Regions from separate parts of the Sus scrofa genome. Here regions 2 and 3 are each linked to region 1. The links are chromatin contacts, called in public Hi-C and HiChIP or PLAC-seq maps. All regions are on one chromosome and are shown on one strand. The core of a region is the stretch at or near the end of the contact, and the rest is flanking DNA. Distances in the headings are between cores, read along the strand shown.

Region 1 (3,172 bases), core at 226-2,725:
CTCAGTGGGTTAAGGATCTGGTGTTGCCATGAGCTGTGGTGTAGGTTGCAGACGCGGCTCGGATCCTGCGTTGCTGTGGCTCTGGCGTAGGCCGGTGGCTACAGCTCCAATTAGACCCCTAGCCTGGGAGCCTCCATACGCTGCAGGAGCGGCCCTAGAAAAGGCAAAAAGAAAGAACATAAAGTACTTCTAGGATAAGACCAGAAGTTTAAGAACCACTAGCCTAACACATATTACATTATTATATCATATTTACATTACATTAGAGATTAGATTAGAGTTCACTTACATGTTATACTGCACTTATATTATATGTGTTAATATATATTTTATAGCTTTCATAGTATGTTTACTACTGTCTTAACAAATGATGAAAGTTAACATCACCAGTGATGGGACAAATCAACATCACGGCTCCCCATGTAATTTACTGGAAAGACACAATGTAATTCCTATGGTATTCCTAACAAAAATGCACATCCTGAGTCTAATCACAAAGTAACATCACACTGACATTCTACCAAAAACTTTGCTTGTACTTTTCAAAAACATCAACATATGTATTTTAAAAATAGGAATAAAAACAAAGCAAAAACCAAGAAATGGTTTGTTTAAAGTAGCTTAGAGAGGTATGACAAGCAAATGCTATATATGACACAGGGGTTTCTTTTACTGTGAAAATAATATTAATGGCAATTGTAAAAACCTGAATAAAGTCCTTAAATTAGAGAATAACATCTGTTAATTTCTTGATCTAGATTACTTGTACAGTGGTTATGTCAGAGAATGCTCTTGTTTTTAGGAAATACACAGTAAATAGGGGAAAAGTATCATTTCTGCTGTTGACTCAGTTCAGAAGACAATAGGAGGAAAGGGGAGGAAAGAAAAGAGCAAAGGTGGTAAAATTTGAATATTTGGAATCTGGGAAAAGGAAGTTCAGAAATTCTTTGCATCATTCATGTAATTTTCAGTCAGTCCGAAATTATGCCACAATAAGAAAAAAGGGCAAAAGTTTACTCAATGAATACATGAGTGAATCTTTTCCATAGACCCCGATTTCTTCAGCTTCTGGATGTAGATGTAAGAAAGATTAATCGGAGGAAAAAGAGTCTTTTAATGGTCATTATCACATCCTCCCACAGCTTTAACAAAATGTGCTGAAAGTGCGTCCAAAATCTACCTCCCCTTGCAATTTTCTTCAAAGGGCCTTTAACTCTCCAGAAATCGAGGTTTTCATTACAGGAACTCCAAATGACTTTGTTTCTACTTTGATGTGGGGGAAAGAGGGATCGCTTGCCAGCCTCTAACACAACACGAAGAGGAAAGAGTAATTCTATAATTACCCCTGGAAGAATTTAGAAGGGCACTTGCAGTCACATCTCAGCTTTGGCCATCATGAGTTAGGGCAGTTGATCCCAAGCTGCTCTCTATTCGGGAAGGCTCCCGAGGACAGGGCCAGGGGGTGGGACCCGGTATCCGTGACTCTTGGTTCCGCTTCTCTGGTCTGAAAGTGCATCGCCTGTGGCTTGACGGCTTTGAGGGTGAAAAAGGAGCCTGGGCCATCTAGGATTGGCTGAAATGTGTGTGGTTAAGAGTCTAGCCCTCAGTATAATTAAAAGCAGACCTTGGGAGTGAGTGAAGGATTTTTTTTTCTTTCTTTCTTTTTTCAACAACACGCCCTCAATTTTTTTTTAACAATTCAATTCTGCAATGGTCGCCTCGCCCGCCTCCCTCTAGTGGTCGCGAATGGGATCGTCACGGCCAGAGAAGCCATTGTGTTTCTGACTGTGGCTTCCCAGTTCAGAAAGGGGTTGTGAGCTTTGGTTTATTTTAAGAGCAAGCGCCTTTATGAACTAACTGGTTACTCCAACCTAAGTTAAAGACATTAAACCTTAGAGAGGTTAAAGAAATCTCCCGGGGAGCAGAGCAAATTCAAAGAGCTAACCCAGGACAGGAACTTCAGCCAATAGAAGGGTTCCAGCCCCTCTTAGAACGACTTGAAGAGGAACCCAATGGCTTCCCACACAAATGGAGGATCCGCAAATCCATACTTAAAAGAAAATACGAAGCCCTTATCTCCTTATCATTCACAGCCTACAGAGCTCTGCACACCCCACCCAGCTTACTGTCTACTTACCCCTCTCCCAGGCTCTGTGGGCTTCCACCAGCTGCTTTATGTTTAGTATGGAGCCAGCAGCATTGTCTGGCATTAGACTGTGCATTTATGTATCTGTTCACTGTCTTCCACTGCGGAAGTATAAGCTCCCTGAAGGCTGCTTTTCCTTTATTGCCATCTCCCCAACACCTACCACATAGATTCCCATGGTTGACATAAAAAAATCACCACAGCAATTTTTTTTTCCTGATGCCTAGAAACAACGGAAAATTCTTTTACATTTCTGGAGGTCAGAAGTCCGAAAGCAGTTACACTGAGCCAAAAATCAAGGTGTTGGGGTTCTCTGTTGTGGCCCAGCAGGTTAAGAACCCAATATAGTGTCCATGAGGATGTGGGTTTGATTCATGGCCTTGCTTAGTGGGTTAAAGATCTGGCATTGCCACAACTTTTGGTGTAGGTAGCAGATGCGGCTCAGATCCAGTGTTGCTGTGGCTGTGGAGCAGGCTTCAGCTGAAGCTCCAATTTGACCCCTAGCCTGAGAACTTCCATATGCTGCAGGTGCAGCTGTAAGAAGGAAACAAAACAAAACAAAACAAAAAACCAAAACAAAACCAAATCAACGTGTTGGTAAGGCCACACTCTCTCCAAGGGCTGTAGGGTTCAAAGAACAGTCTGTTCTTTGCTTCTTGGACTTTGTGGTGGTGGGTGGCACATCTTAGCGTGTAGCTGTATCACTCTAGTCTTCAAGGCTATCTTCCTCTCTCTCTCTCGTTGCCACTCTCTTAAGGAACTTGTGATGGCATTCAGGGTCCACCCAGATAATCCAGGCTAGTCTCAGGAAATTGAGATTCCTACAGATTAAGTGACTGCCCGTGGTCAGACTGGTAGGAATCAGAGACACAGTTTTGAACCCAGGCAGTCTGACTCCAGGGCCCCTCCATTGCCCTGTGCAGGAGTCTGATGTGTGCTTGTGCTTTTATGGTTCTTTCTTTACAGATGAGCCCAATTAACTATCCTCACTACGTGCTTTTCTAGACACTGAAGGAATACAAGGAG
Region 2 (3,172 bases), core at 299-2,798, 340 kb before region 1:
AACACCCCCACAATGACTATAAAGTGGTCTACCCACAGAGTATGCCATAGAAATTATTAAAATTAATGATCTGAGCAGCTTGCAGGTGAGGTGCCTGTTCCAATTTAAGCCAAGTTCTTTCAAGTTGTCCTTTTTTCTAAGAGTTCTGCCTCAATGCATTGAATTGGATTATTCAAATGAAATACATTTAATAAGTTCCCTTGGGCATCACTTGATACTTCTTGACTATTCTTTTTACCTTTTTTGTATTAGATTTAACACCTGGGTAATACTAAGTGCCATGGTTACCATAAATTATAGGAGACTAAATAAATATTTGAGAGAGCAGGAGAGATTTGTTTAAATTGCTGAAAATGAAAGGTTGAGTACTCTTTCCCACACCAAATAGACTTTCTTGCTTGAGCGTGCACTGCCAACAGTGGATTTAGTTTCCATAGCCCCAGACATTTGCTAAATGAGTAAATTGCCAGCATGACCACTTCCGCTTTTCTTTCTTGCTTAAGCCTCAACATATTTTTCATCCTTTGACTTTATTCCAGGCTGGTAAGTTATGGCCAAGAATTGAAGGCTTGATAATAAGGGGTTGTAATAATGGAATTCTATTGCACAATCTACCTGGAATGGGCAGGAATATTTATATTGTAAATGTGGGGTTTAGGCACATGAGATTTATGATATGTCAAAAGTAGAGCCCTTCTTGATAAGTGGGCAAAAATGGGGAACTCAGCTGAGATGAAGGAATAATAATTATAGCAATGTCAAGAAATTTGGAATAAGCAAAAAAGACCACTGGGCGCCTCCAGTGGAAAACTATGCCCTGTTTAGAGCAGTTAACTTCAATGTTCCTGGTCTATAAATGACTCTATTCTTTGGATTCCCCCCTTTGAAACAATTGTACTCATTTAGTAATGAGGTAAGCGAAATCTTTAACACATGTTCTATTTATACCTCTGTGAAGGGCATCATTTTACCTTTTTAAAGATTATCCTTCCCTAGTTTTAATAACATGGAGTGCATATTCACTATGCAAAAATCAACAAGTGTGTTTTCTCATTTAAGTCACACAACTGTGTGTATTAGCCTATTTGCCTTTAGAAAGAGGAAGTAAGCGAGGTATAAAGAGGTCAAGCTATTTGTCACCTAAGCAATGAGCCTGAAATTCAGAGAGGTATCTTCTGACACCCAGAAGATTTCCAAATTTCTAGTCAGTTCTCCTTCATCTCTGACTAGATGAGTTCATTATGCCGAATTTCTTGATGTCTTTCCCTTTGGAGAACACCCTCTCCCAAAGTGCATCCTGAGCCACCTCCTCCCTGCAATCTCAACAAACCACGCCTTTCTCTAATCTCTTATGGTGAAAAACAAAGATGTCATCTCAGAAAGGTAGTTCATTCAGTCCTAATCTCAGGGTTCCCCCAAGGAGGTTGAGAGCTGAAGAATGAGGAGGAGAAGTGAGAGTTCTGAGTTTCGAAGACGGAAAGGAGGAGGTGGCAATTGCAAAATGCAGCCTGCTGAAGTCTTGGCTGAAACACAGCAGGATGCTGAGTCAGGCAACTAGACCACATGCGACTGAACCTGGTGTTTGGGGAACCTAACACTGATTTCACAGCTGTACTCTCTGGCCATCCCAGAGAAATTCCCCTAGCGCCCCATCAGCCCTGGCTTCCTTGCTCTGGAATGTAGCTCTCTGTGTTTTGGCTCAGACCCTCTAGAGATCTAGGTATAATCTGTTTACTGTCCCAAATGGAAAAGTCTTACTAGGACTGATGAACCATAAAATCTGGGTAGGTCTGTTGACCTCCCTGAGCTCTAGTTTCCCAGCATCCCCCCCTCCCCCACCAAAAATATCTGGAATAGAGATCCCTTTCATCTTTAAAATGGAATGATTTCTAAAAGTAGCCTTCATCATTCAGTGCAATATAACTCCAAATGTGAAATGAAATATAAGCCTTTCTCAGGAATCCTAAAATACATGTTTATGTACTCCTTTCTTTATTAGTATATTTACTTAAAATTTCTTTCTTTCCAAAAGGGTGTTGAGCTGACTTACTAGATTGTATTGTGGTAACCAATGTTATTGTCTATGAAAGAGAGTCAGTGTAAATAAAGAAAAGGGACTGTAGGAGGAAGGGATGTTGTTTGCAAGTATAAAAATCCACTCTGCTATTTCAGGGTAGTTACTGTTCTCATGGGGTCCAAGAACAGAAATGCTCCCTTGGCCCCATGAGTGGACAGGAACAAGGGACTAGAATGACCACAAGAACATTCACCTCCCATCTCTGCTGCCCACTGTGTATCTGCATCATTCATTTCCATGACCGAGTATGGCACATCATAGAAAAAGATGTCTAATAACAGCAATCACACACATACATCACCATCCAAAGGGGAATCAACCTCTCTCTCTAAGACCCAACCTGAAATTCCTGGGGAATGAATTGGCCAAATTAGGGCCAGATGCCCACCTATTGATCAATCAACTATGACCACAGTCCAGGAAAGGTGCCCTGATTGAAATATGTGCTCATCCCTCTCTCCAACCAACTGTAACCTGAGGACAGAACCAGACTGTGCAAAATGGTCAATGGGAGCAACCTAAATGTCCATCAACAAAGGAACAGATAAAGAAGATGTGGTGCATATACACAGTGGACTATTACTCAGCCATAAAAAATGAAACAATGCCATTTGCAACAACACGGGTGGACGTAGAGATTATCATACTAAGTGAAGGAAGTCAGAGAGAGAAAGACAAATATATGGTATCACTCATATGTGGAACTAATTTTTAAAATGATACAAATGAACTTATTTACCAAACAGAAACAGACTCACACATCTCAAAAACAAATTCATGGTTACCAAAAGGGAAACGTAGGGGTGGGAAGGGATAAATTAGGAGTTGGGGATTAACATATACACACTACTATATATTGAATACATAACCAACAAGGACCTACTGTACAACACAGGTAAATGACATCTATTCAATATTCTATAATAACATATATGGGAAAAAAATCTAAAAAAGAATGGACATATATATGTGTGTGTGTGTGTGTGTATAAATGAATCACTTTGCTGTACACCTGAAACTAATACAACACTGTATATCAACTATACTCCAATGAAATTTAAAACAAAACAAGACAATGGCCAACAGGGACCACAC
Region 3 (3,172 bases), core at 484-2,983, 320 kb before region 1:
CTTACTTATCTTATAACTGGAAGTCTGTACCTTTCCACCACCTTCCTCCAATTTCCTTTCCCCATGCCCCCATCTCTGATCTTTTTTCTATGTGTTTTTTTTAGCATCACCTGAAACAAATATAATGCTACATGTTGATCATACCTTCAATCCTTGACATTTGGGGAAAAAGAAGAAAAGGGAGGTAGAATAGATCATAAAGTCATGATAAAATGTTCAGGAGTGAGGGAGTTCCCTTGAGGCACGGCAGGTCAAAGACTCTGTGTCACTGCAGCAGCTCAGGCTGCTGCTGTGGCTCAAGTTCAGTCTGGCTCAGGAACTTCCACGTACCATGGGCAGAGCCAACAACAAAAAAAGGTACAAGAGTATATTTCATTCCATTTTCCCTCCAAATATACAGAAGAGCCATTTCTGGTTCTCTCAGCTACCTCAGAGTGACTGTCCTCCTAGAAAAAGTAGGAACTTGCCCCCTCCTATCTCAGAGAGTCCTCATCTGGGGGCAGCAGTAGAAGAGGCAGGGGATGCAAGCCTTACCACCCCCGAGAGCCAGAACCCCTGGCCATCACCAGAGGCCAGTCTTCTGCAAACAGGGTCAAGGTAACTGGTAGGCGTCCTGCTCCAATGTCCAGGCAGATGGAAGTGACACTGCACTGATCCAGGGAACACAGAAAGAGCAGGCTCAGGGAGGAGGAGGTGTTCATATCTGCACAGGTCAACATGTGGCACTTTGGAGATCTTCTGGGGCATATCTGGGTTCAAACCTCATGAGACAGGTCTGAGTTGCACAGACAGGCTAAGCAACCTGCCCTGGGTCACACAGCTTTATGGTGGTGGCAGCAGTGGGTCTTGAATGGAATTAGGTCAAGTTGGTTCCTCTATCTCAAGCTACCTATCACGCCTGCATCAGGCTGACTGGTGAAGCCAAGAAGAGCCAGGGGGCCTTTCCAGCCCTGACCCCTCTGGCCCTCCTCCCCTGGCTTCCTGATCCACTGCCTCCGCTTGCAGACATCCTGGGCCTCCTCCTCTCTCCTGAATCTTTATTAAAACTGTACTCACATAAGGATCCACTAATATTGCCTTCCCCAGGGGGAGAGACTCAAGCAGCAATTTGCCATGGGTGATAAAGAGGAGGATGATCATAATGATGAGAATCGCAGAATTATTTACAGATATAATTTTGCATTTGTCCATACTGGGTTTTTCCCTGTGCCTTTCTAGGTCCATCCAGGTTGTTCTTCTCGCTACTCCACTAAAGACTGGCACCGAAAGCCCGACTTCTTCTGCACACAACGTCTATGCCTGAATCTTTCAAAGGAGGAACTCTTAGGGTAGGGTTGCAAGATAAAATATGGAGTGCTAGGTTAAATTTTAAAATTGCAGATAAGAGGTTTTTTGTATGGGATTATGTGCCAAGCATTGCAGGGGATATACTTACACTAAAAAGTATTTATCTGAAATTCAAATTTAGCTGGGTGATTGTTTTGTTTTCCTTTTTGCTAAGTCTGGCAACCCTACCATAAGGTGAAGGCAGAGAGCTTTTGCAAACATGGCACCAGGAGAAAGGGGGGACCCCCCACCCCCCAACCCCAGCAGACCAAGGCAGGTTCTGAAGGGCCCTCAGAGAACTGGGCCTGAGCCCACGTCTCACATGAGACATGGAGAGGGGCTCCCTGTCTCAGTGGAGAGGGGTTCAGTACAGTCCTGCAGGAGGCTGGACCTTTGGCCTCAGGGCATGCTCCAGAGTCCCAGCACCAAGCTGTCCCCTAACATCAAGTAGCCATATGTGCTTTTAGACAATTCGCTTCTTCTCTATCAGGCCCTCGGGACTGAGATGGGGGAGGTCTAATAATGACTGAGAGCAGATTTCCTGGCAACCAGCATGAAGCAGACTTAAGGGTATATTTAATTGAATCTAAAGGAAATGATGTGACATTTCTAAAATCCAGTTGGGAGGGATAGTTCATAAATGCAAAATGATGATCATTATTGCTAAACATCAGCAGTCTATATGACGCACACCATGTTAAGCGCTTTTTGGGACTCGTATATCGCCACTTGGGATTTGTATTAAAAATCATTAGGGAACCAAGGGAGGGGTCCTTTGTTAATGGCACATCAGGTTTGGGGGCATACCTGAGGGAGAAGGTAGGAGAGGGGCATCAGAGACATGAAGCAGTGCCCACTTCACTCACCGAATAGCTGGCTCAAAGCCCCCAGATCGAATTCTGATCCAAAGGAGAAATCAGGTCAGAAAGATGCTTCATGGAATAGACAACATATTTGCTTCCGGAGCCAGGCTTCTGTCAACCGCCTTGCCCTTCCTGTCAAAAGGCCAAAAGGGAAAGTGCTGATGTGAATGTTTAAATTCCTTGCCTCAGACCTAATTTTTAGACTCAAGACTCAGAAAATGAGGACTTTCATATGACGGGGTTAAGTTCTTTCAAATTCGGTCACTTTGTAAAAAACCACTTATATTATCTTTGCACCAAGGTTTCAGTAAAAGCATTGTATTCTGCAATTAATAGTCCCTTGAAAGAGGGGATTTTTCTTTCCAATGGACACATTATCATGTCCCTAGAAATTTGTTGAGAAATTTGTTCATCTCGGACTCAACATTCCTTCTCCAATAAGAAGAAGTGAATAGCCTTCAGCCTAACTTGGAAACATTCTCTGCCCCTGCCCCACCACAACTTGGTTAGTATTTGAAATGGGGAGTTCCCACTGTGGCTCAGCGGTAACAAACCCAATTAGTATCCATGAGGATGCAGGTTCAATTTCTGGCCTCATGCAGTGGGTTAAGGGTCCAGAGTTGCTGTGAGCTGTAGTGTAGGTCTCAGACACAGCTAGGATCCCAGGTCGCTATGGCTGTGGCGTAGGCCAGCAGCTACAGCTCTGATTCAACTCCTAACCTAGGAACTTCCATATGCCTTGAGTGCAGCCCGAAAAAGACAAAAAATTAAAAAAAAAAAAAAGATTTGAAATGGATTTCGTTTCATCACACACTGAAAAATAAATTGTAGTCCCTTAGTACTCTAGCACCTGGTTTTGTAGTCTCAAGTCATCTTCGACTGATCACAAAAAAAAATCATCATCACTTCACTCAATAACGACTAGCATTATAACATCTGTCTATAATCAGAAGGCTTATAAAACCTTCAGTATAGCATGGGGA

Evidence for each region. Hi-C and Micro-C count contacts between places; a contact is called where the count stands out from the background. HiChIP or PLAC-seq counts read pairs in DNA pulled down with a chosen protein or histone mark.
Region 2: an H3K27ac HiChIP or PLAC-seq map of alveolar macrophages shows a contact between it and region 1. The contact joins two enhancer-like sites. A contact is called at or near these places in 1 of 5 promoter capture datasets (liver), 2 of 47 Hi-C or Micro-C datasets (embryonic fibroblasts and omental adipose tissue) and 1 of 2 datasets of contacts at active chromatin or transcription factors (alveolar macrophages).
Region 3: a contact with region 1 is called in a Hi-C map of fetal liver, with 2.4 times the contacts expected there. The contact joins two enhancer-like sites. A contact is called at or near these places in 1 of 5 promoter capture datasets (liver), 20 of 47 Hi-C or Micro-C datasets (embryonic fibroblasts, epiblast stem cells, fetal heart ventricle and 11 more) and 2 of 2 datasets of contacts at active chromatin or transcription factors (alveolar macrophages and skeletal muscle).

The regions. Positions count from the first base shown.
Region 1 is chr14:64,279,169-64,282,340 of Sscrofa11.1, reverse strand. No RefSeq gene overlaps it. Among named protein-coding and RNA genes, the nearest start is that of CDK1, 47 kb to the right of the region's middle. Within about 2 kb of position 1,475, at least 61 of the 83 cell types and tissues checked have an H3K27ac peak or open chromatin away from gene starts, as enhancers often do. A contact at or near this core is called in alveolar macrophages, embryonic fibroblasts and fetal liver, where this site is marked.
Region 2 is chr14:64,622,362-64,625,533 of Sscrofa11.1, reverse strand. All of the region lies in intron 3 of LOC106506013 (a long non-coding RNA gene), which reads right to left. Among named protein-coding and RNA genes, the nearest start is that of RHOBTB1, 160 kb to the right of the region's middle. Within about 2 kb of position 1,548, at least 8 of the 83 cell types and tissues checked have an H3K27ac peak or open chromatin away from gene starts, as enhancers often do. A contact at or near this core is called in alveolar macrophages and embryonic fibroblasts, where this site is marked.
Region 3 is chr14:64,597,897-64,601,068 of Sscrofa11.1, reverse strand. It overlaps LOC106506013 (a long non-coding RNA gene), which reads right to left. Exons shown (of 9, transcript XR_002338945.1): 3 at 2,193-2,321. Among named protein-coding and RNA genes, the nearest start is that of RHOBTB1, 130 kb to the right of the region's middle. Within about 2 kb of position 1,733, at least 1 of the 83 cell types and tissues checked has an H3K27ac peak or open chromatin away from gene starts, as enhancers often do. A contact at or near this core is called in fetal liver, where this site is marked.